Linked DNA regions of Oryctolagus cuniculus: region 1 is linked to region 2. A link is a contact called in public Hi-C data. All regions are on one chromosome and are shown on one strand. Each heading gives the region's core, a stretch centred on a gene start, on an enhancer-like site or on the middle of the called end of the contact. The rest is flanking DNA. Distances are from core to core; before and after follow the strand shown. Region 1 holds the start of ELOVL3 (ELOVL fatty acid elongase 3). Region 2 holds the start of MFSD13A (major facilitator superfamily domain containing 13A).

Region 1 (2,805 bases), core at 132-2,631, 230 kb before region 2:
TGCCACAGTGCCCGCCCCTGTTGTTACTTTTGAAGGGGAATGACCTGAGCTGATACATGTTTTAGATAGATTTGGAGACACTGGAGAGGATAAAATGAGCCTGTTTTTATGTCCTTAGAAAGCAACCAAGAGTCAGAGATAGGACTATGAATAGGCTTATTATACAGTAAAATATTTACCCTTTATCCTATTTTTTTAAAAGATTATTTATTTGAAAGAGTTACATAGAGAGAGGAGAGGCAGAGAGAGAGAGAGTGGTCAGCCTCCCATCTGCTGGTTCACTCCCCAGTTGGCTGCAATGGCTGGAGCTGTGCTCATCTGAAGCCAGGAGCCAGTAGCCTCCTCCAGATCTCCCACGTGGGTGCAGGGGCCCAAGGACTTGGGCCAACTTCTGCTGCCTTCCCAGGCACAGAAGAAAGCCAGATCGGAAGAGGAGCAGCTGGGACTTGAACTGGCACCCATATGGGATGCTGGCCCTGCAGGCAGTGGCTTGACCTGCTGTGCCACAGCGCTGACCCCTATCTGTCCTATTTAAAACTATATGGGGGGTGGGGGGGGCGGCGCTGTGGCGTAGTGGGTTAAAGCCCTGGCCTGAAATGCCGGCATCCCATATGGGTGCTGGTTTGAGTCCCAGCTGCTCCTATTCTGATGCAGCTCTCTGCTGTGGCCTGTGAAAGCAGTAAAAGATGGTCCAAGTCCTTAGACCCCTGCACCCACGTGGGAGACCTGGAAGAAGCTCCTGGCTCCTGGCTTTGGATCGGCACAGCTCTGGCCATTGTGGCCATCTGGGGAGTGAACCAGTGGATGGAAGACCTCTCTCTCTGTCTCTACTTCACTCTGTAACTCTTTCAAATAAATAAAATAAATCTTAAAAAAAAAAAAAACTATATGGGACAAGGGTTGTGCAGCTGCTTATGCTGCTTGGAGAGTCTGCATCATACATTGGAGAGTGTGGGATCAGGTTCCACCTCTGCTTCTGATCCAGTTTCCCATTAATGCATGCCTGGGAAAAGCAGCAGTGATGGCTCCAGTACTTGGATTCCTACCACCCATGTGGGAGATCATGTGTGGATTGAGTTTCAGGCTCCGGGCTTAGCATGGCCCAGCTCGCTGTTGTAGGCATTTAGAGAATGAACCAGTGAATAGAAGACCTCTCTGTCTCTCTGTCACTCAGCCTTTCAAATTAATCAAAGTAAATTGACTAAAAGCTATATGCCTATTTCATGACTCTTCTGTTAGAAATGTTTGAATTGTGGTGAAATATACATAATGTAAAATTTACCATCGTAACCATTTTTAAAGTACAGTGCAGTAGTGCTAAGTACATTCGCATTGTTTTGCAACCAATCTCTAGATGATGGCTTTTAATTAATTTCATTGAATTTTATTAAAAAGAAGGTGAAATTTGTACAAAGCCACTTTTTCGGGTTGTAATTACTGATATTTGCTGAGTACTTTATACTTTGCAGTGCTAAGACAAAGTTTCCTGGAATCATCGCAAACGTCTTTTTGAGGAGGATGTTAAATAATCTCCGTTTCACAGGTGAGGAAGCAGAAGTCAAGAGATGTTTGGTGAGATCTTACCCAAGTTACCTGGCTAGTAAGTGGCTGGAAAAGGATCTGAACAGAAGAAGCATTCTGATGACCAGGCCACCTCTAACAGAAATGACGCAGCTTTGTGTCACAAGAAGGAATAAGGCATGACCTTGCCATTTCTAGATAAATGGTGGCTGGGAAGAGCAGCTTGCTTTGGAGGGAGAAATCAAATTGTGTTTGGCATATGTTTTGCTGAGGACACTGGCAGGAAGTACTGGTGGCATTGGAAATGGGGAGAGAAGCTGGGCTGAGAACACACAGACACCAGATAGCAGGAGAGACTGGTGTTTTATAAACCTCTCTGAGTTATCCAGATGCTCATAAAGCTTACGGTCACCACTTCTTCTGCTGTGTTGAGGCTTTTACAATGACAGCACAAAAGGCAAGTGTGAAAGATTTATCTGGGATAAACAGAGAGGTGGCGATTTCACCCCTTCAGTTACTCACGCAGCAAATGTTACCTGCATACCCAGTACGTGTGCAGTGTTAGGGGAGCGAGGTTGAGCAGAACAGACATGGTCTCTGTGTTTACGGAGCTCAAGGACCAGTGGGGGAAAGACATTGATCAAGGGGGGAAAAAAAGGGGGAGAAAAACAGCTACAAACGCTCACTGAGGGAAAGAAATACCCTGCTATGAGAGTAGTTTGTGTACAGTAAGGGTGCCAGACAGTCACAGCCGGGGACAGTTTCCCTTAGGAAATAATTTCTGAAGATTTTTCTCTTCCCTTCTTCCATACACACCGCACACACCTCTTCCATGCCTCACCATTACACTTCATGGGGACAGGCGATGTAAAATGTCTTCACTGGAGAGAATCTAGGGCTGACTGCATAGTCTCTGTGTGTGTTTGCAGACCTCCCATTTCCATGTGTCTGGTTCACAGTATCCTTCCATGGGCATTGTCAGACATGTCTGCTCATCGCAGCCTTGTGACCAGGCAGGCAAGGATGACTACCTGCGTGTTGCCGATGAAGAACGGGTGTCAGAGGCACCAGGAGTCACATGGCAAGCTAACGGTGGTGCTGATGCCTGAGTCTGAGTCTCAGAACACCTAGATGCTTGCTGTAGTTTGCATGTGGTTTGACTGTGTCCCCCAAAGGTTCATAGGCCAGCAGCGTGGTCCACAGTGTAACAATATTGAGGTGTTGGGGCCCTTAAGAGATGATGAGGTCACGTGCACCACCTCAGAAGGGTTTGCTGTAGTTCTG
Region 2 (2,824 bases), core at 167-2,666:
CCCCGGATTTTATCATCAAGACGCATTTCAGACTTCAGACCTCTGAACTGTGTGATAATGAATTTGCACGGTTTTAAGCCACTAAGTCTGGTAATCTGTAATAACAGCAAGTAGGAAACCAATACACCTGCCCGCTCCTATTTATAACTTGTCCCCTAAAGTCCCAGCACCTGAAAGGTGTCCAAGGCTAATCATGGGCCAAGCTCACTCCAGCCTGGAGTTCAGTAATGAGCCTGTGGGCTTGGCCACGTTTGCCACCTGTTTCCACTTGCCCAGGGGTATCAGATCACACCTGGGTGTAGAGTGGGGCAGCTGCGGACCCTGCTCAGTCAGCCCAGGAAGTCTGCATTTTTATTTTGGTCCCTGTGTGCTTGCTGAAGGCATTGGCTGGTCTAGGGGGGAAGTTTTCAGAGAAAACGAGAAAATTAAGGACCAAGCTGGTGTTTTTCAGCATTAGTCCATCCTGATTCCAGTAGCACACTCCTGATTTTTAGAGTTACACACTTGTTCTTAGTAAAATAGTCGGGGTCAGGGGGCACTGACTATTCCATTCCCCAGTCTCAGGTAGGGGGAGGGGATAGCGAGATCGTCTAATCACTGGTTCACTCCCCAAATGCCCGTAATGTCTGGGGTTGGGTCAGGCTGAGTCCAGGAACTGGGAACCCAAACCCTGCCTCCCACATGGGTGACAGGGATCCACCTACTCCAGCCATCACCTGCTGCCTCCCAGGTGCACACCAGTAGGGAGCTGGGTGGGGATGGAGTAGCCAGAACTATGGGATGCTTGCTGAGAGGCAGAGTTACAGACACAGGGAGAGACAGGGAGGAAGGTCTTCGATCCGCTGGTCCACTCCCTAAATGGCGGCAGTTCTTCCAGGAGGGAGCTGGACCGAAAGTGCAGCAGCCGGGACACTAACCGAGACCATGTGGGAGGCCAGCGCCACAGGCAGATGCTGAACCTACTACATCACAGCGTCACGGAGTTATTAGTAGGGGGAGGTTGTGCTGCGTGGTTGCGAGTTCAGGGCCTGGTGCCCACAACTAATCCTTGAAGGGCATCTGGGAGTCCCAGGCCGTGCCACTGCCCCCTCTATGTCTGCCTCAACTGTGCATCCAGTCAGAACACTGGCTTGAGGGAAGGTACTAGGTAGTCTTCATTCTAATTACTGAGCAAAGACATGCAGGAAGGAAGGGGGTGCCCAGGAAAACCTGGATTTGAAGTGCAATGACGTCAAGCCTTCGTGGAGGAGACAGAGCAGGGGAGGTCGGCAGCCATCCGGGCAACCTGCTTCCCATTTGCTAGTGGCCACTTTTCTCTTTTTGGTGCCTAAGGGCAAGCGCCCAAGACAAACATGGCGGCGACAGCCTCAGGCGCGGTCACCTGCCCGAGATGCGCGGAGCCAATCGTGGGGCGGGGGCGGAGGGGGAGGCTAGGGGAGGCTAGGGAGCCTTGGGCGCCGGGCGCGCAGGCGCGCTGGCTCGCAGCTGGCTCCTGGCAGCCCTGGAATTAGGCTTCGTCTGCCACGATTACGGTGAGAAGCTGGCCCGCGGCCGGACTGGGGGCCGATCTGACACGAACGACAAACCCAAGTGGGACGGGAATGCTTTCCGCTTCGGGGTTTTTGGGGTTGTCTGGGGCGGTCCTTGAGGTGATCAGATTGTGGGTTAGGAGAGTTCTGGGGCCAGGGGTCAGGGTGGAATCCCTGCAGAAGGGCTCTTCCGGGGGGAAGGGGACGCAATGGGCCAGGTAGCTCCCTGAGGGAGTGGGGTCGCGGGACGCAATGGGGCAGGCCGGGATCCATTCATTAATATAATGGCTCTTGACCCAGGTGGTGCAGGAGAACCATTTGGGGAGCTTAAAAAAAAAAACCAGCATGGGTCTGGGTCCCACTGAGATATTACGGTTTGAGAGGTCTGGGGTGAAGGCAGGGCCTCGGTTTGGTTGACCAGCTCCTCAGATGCTTTTCGTGAACCACAACACGTGTTCCAGTGCAGCTGTGGAGCGGGGAGCTCCGGGCTTGCTCTCCAACTCCTGAGGGGCTTGGGAGGGGCGTGGAGGGAAGCCGCTGGCTGTACTGACCCCCCGGGTGGGGGCGAGCGAGGGCCCTTCCCCAGCAGGGTGAAGTGAAGGAGCAGCAGCCGGAGGATGTGCCCTGAAGTATTTGGGATAATTGATAGACAGGCTCCCAAGGCCAGACCCTGCAGTGGGGAGGCTAGGCAGAGGCTGCACTGTGAAACAGGAAGTGCCACAGGCAACTCAGGTCCCTTGCGCGTTGAGAGGAGGGCATGCGTGACGTTTGCTTGGGTACTATGCCTTTCCATTTCAGTTGCCCATCTGATACCCCGAGGCCAGGCAGGGACGGACTGTTTTGTTTCACAGGTGCCGGCATAAGCTGACAGCTGGTTAATGATACCGCCCAGCCCAGAGCCGGGGTTCCTGACTCGGAATTCTGCTCCGCCGAGCTTTCCCTCTGCCCTGCCCTCTTCAGTGCAGCTCCAGGGCTTCGGAAGCAAGCACTTGGCCTCCTGATGCCTCTCGCCCCAGGCGCCCAGCCTGTCTGCTGTTCTTAGAGCCGTGGGTTGGCTCAGAAACCTGGGGGCTGCCGTGGTCTCCATGCCTTTCTAGCTCCTTTTCCCCCAGGAGCCCGATAGGGTGCAGGGGGAAGAGTGTGGCCCAGTGCCGGAGGGTGCCTTCCAAGCAGACCCCATTTTGCCCCGTGTCCTCGGGGTAGAATCTCGTGCAGGTTTACAAGGCCTCTGTGTCTGGCCCCGTTCTACCTCCCTGCTCTGAGCCCTCTTCCCAAGTTGCTTCTGCTTCTCTTAG

Evidence for each region. Hi-C and Micro-C count contacts between places; a contact is called where the count stands out from the background.
Region 1: a contact with region 2 is called in a Hi-C map of an unstated tissue, with 2.7 times the contacts expected there. The contact joins the promoter of ELOVL3 here to the promoter of MFSD13A in region 2. A contact is called at or near these places in 2 of 6 Hi-C or Micro-C datasets (ear pinna and an unstated tissue).

The regions. Positions count from the first base shown.
Region 1 is chr15:27,737,888-27,740,692 of mOryCun1.1, reverse strand. It overlaps ELOVL3 (ELOVL fatty acid elongase 3), which reads left to right and starts at 1,381. Exons shown (of 5, transcript XM_051824139.2): 1 at 1,381-2,805.
Region 2 is chr15:27,506,259-27,509,082 of mOryCun1.1, reverse strand. It overlaps MFSD13A (major facilitator superfamily domain containing 13A), which reads left to right and starts at 1,416. Exons shown (of 12, transcript XM_070057308.1): 1 at 1,416-1,532; 2 at 2,381-2,575.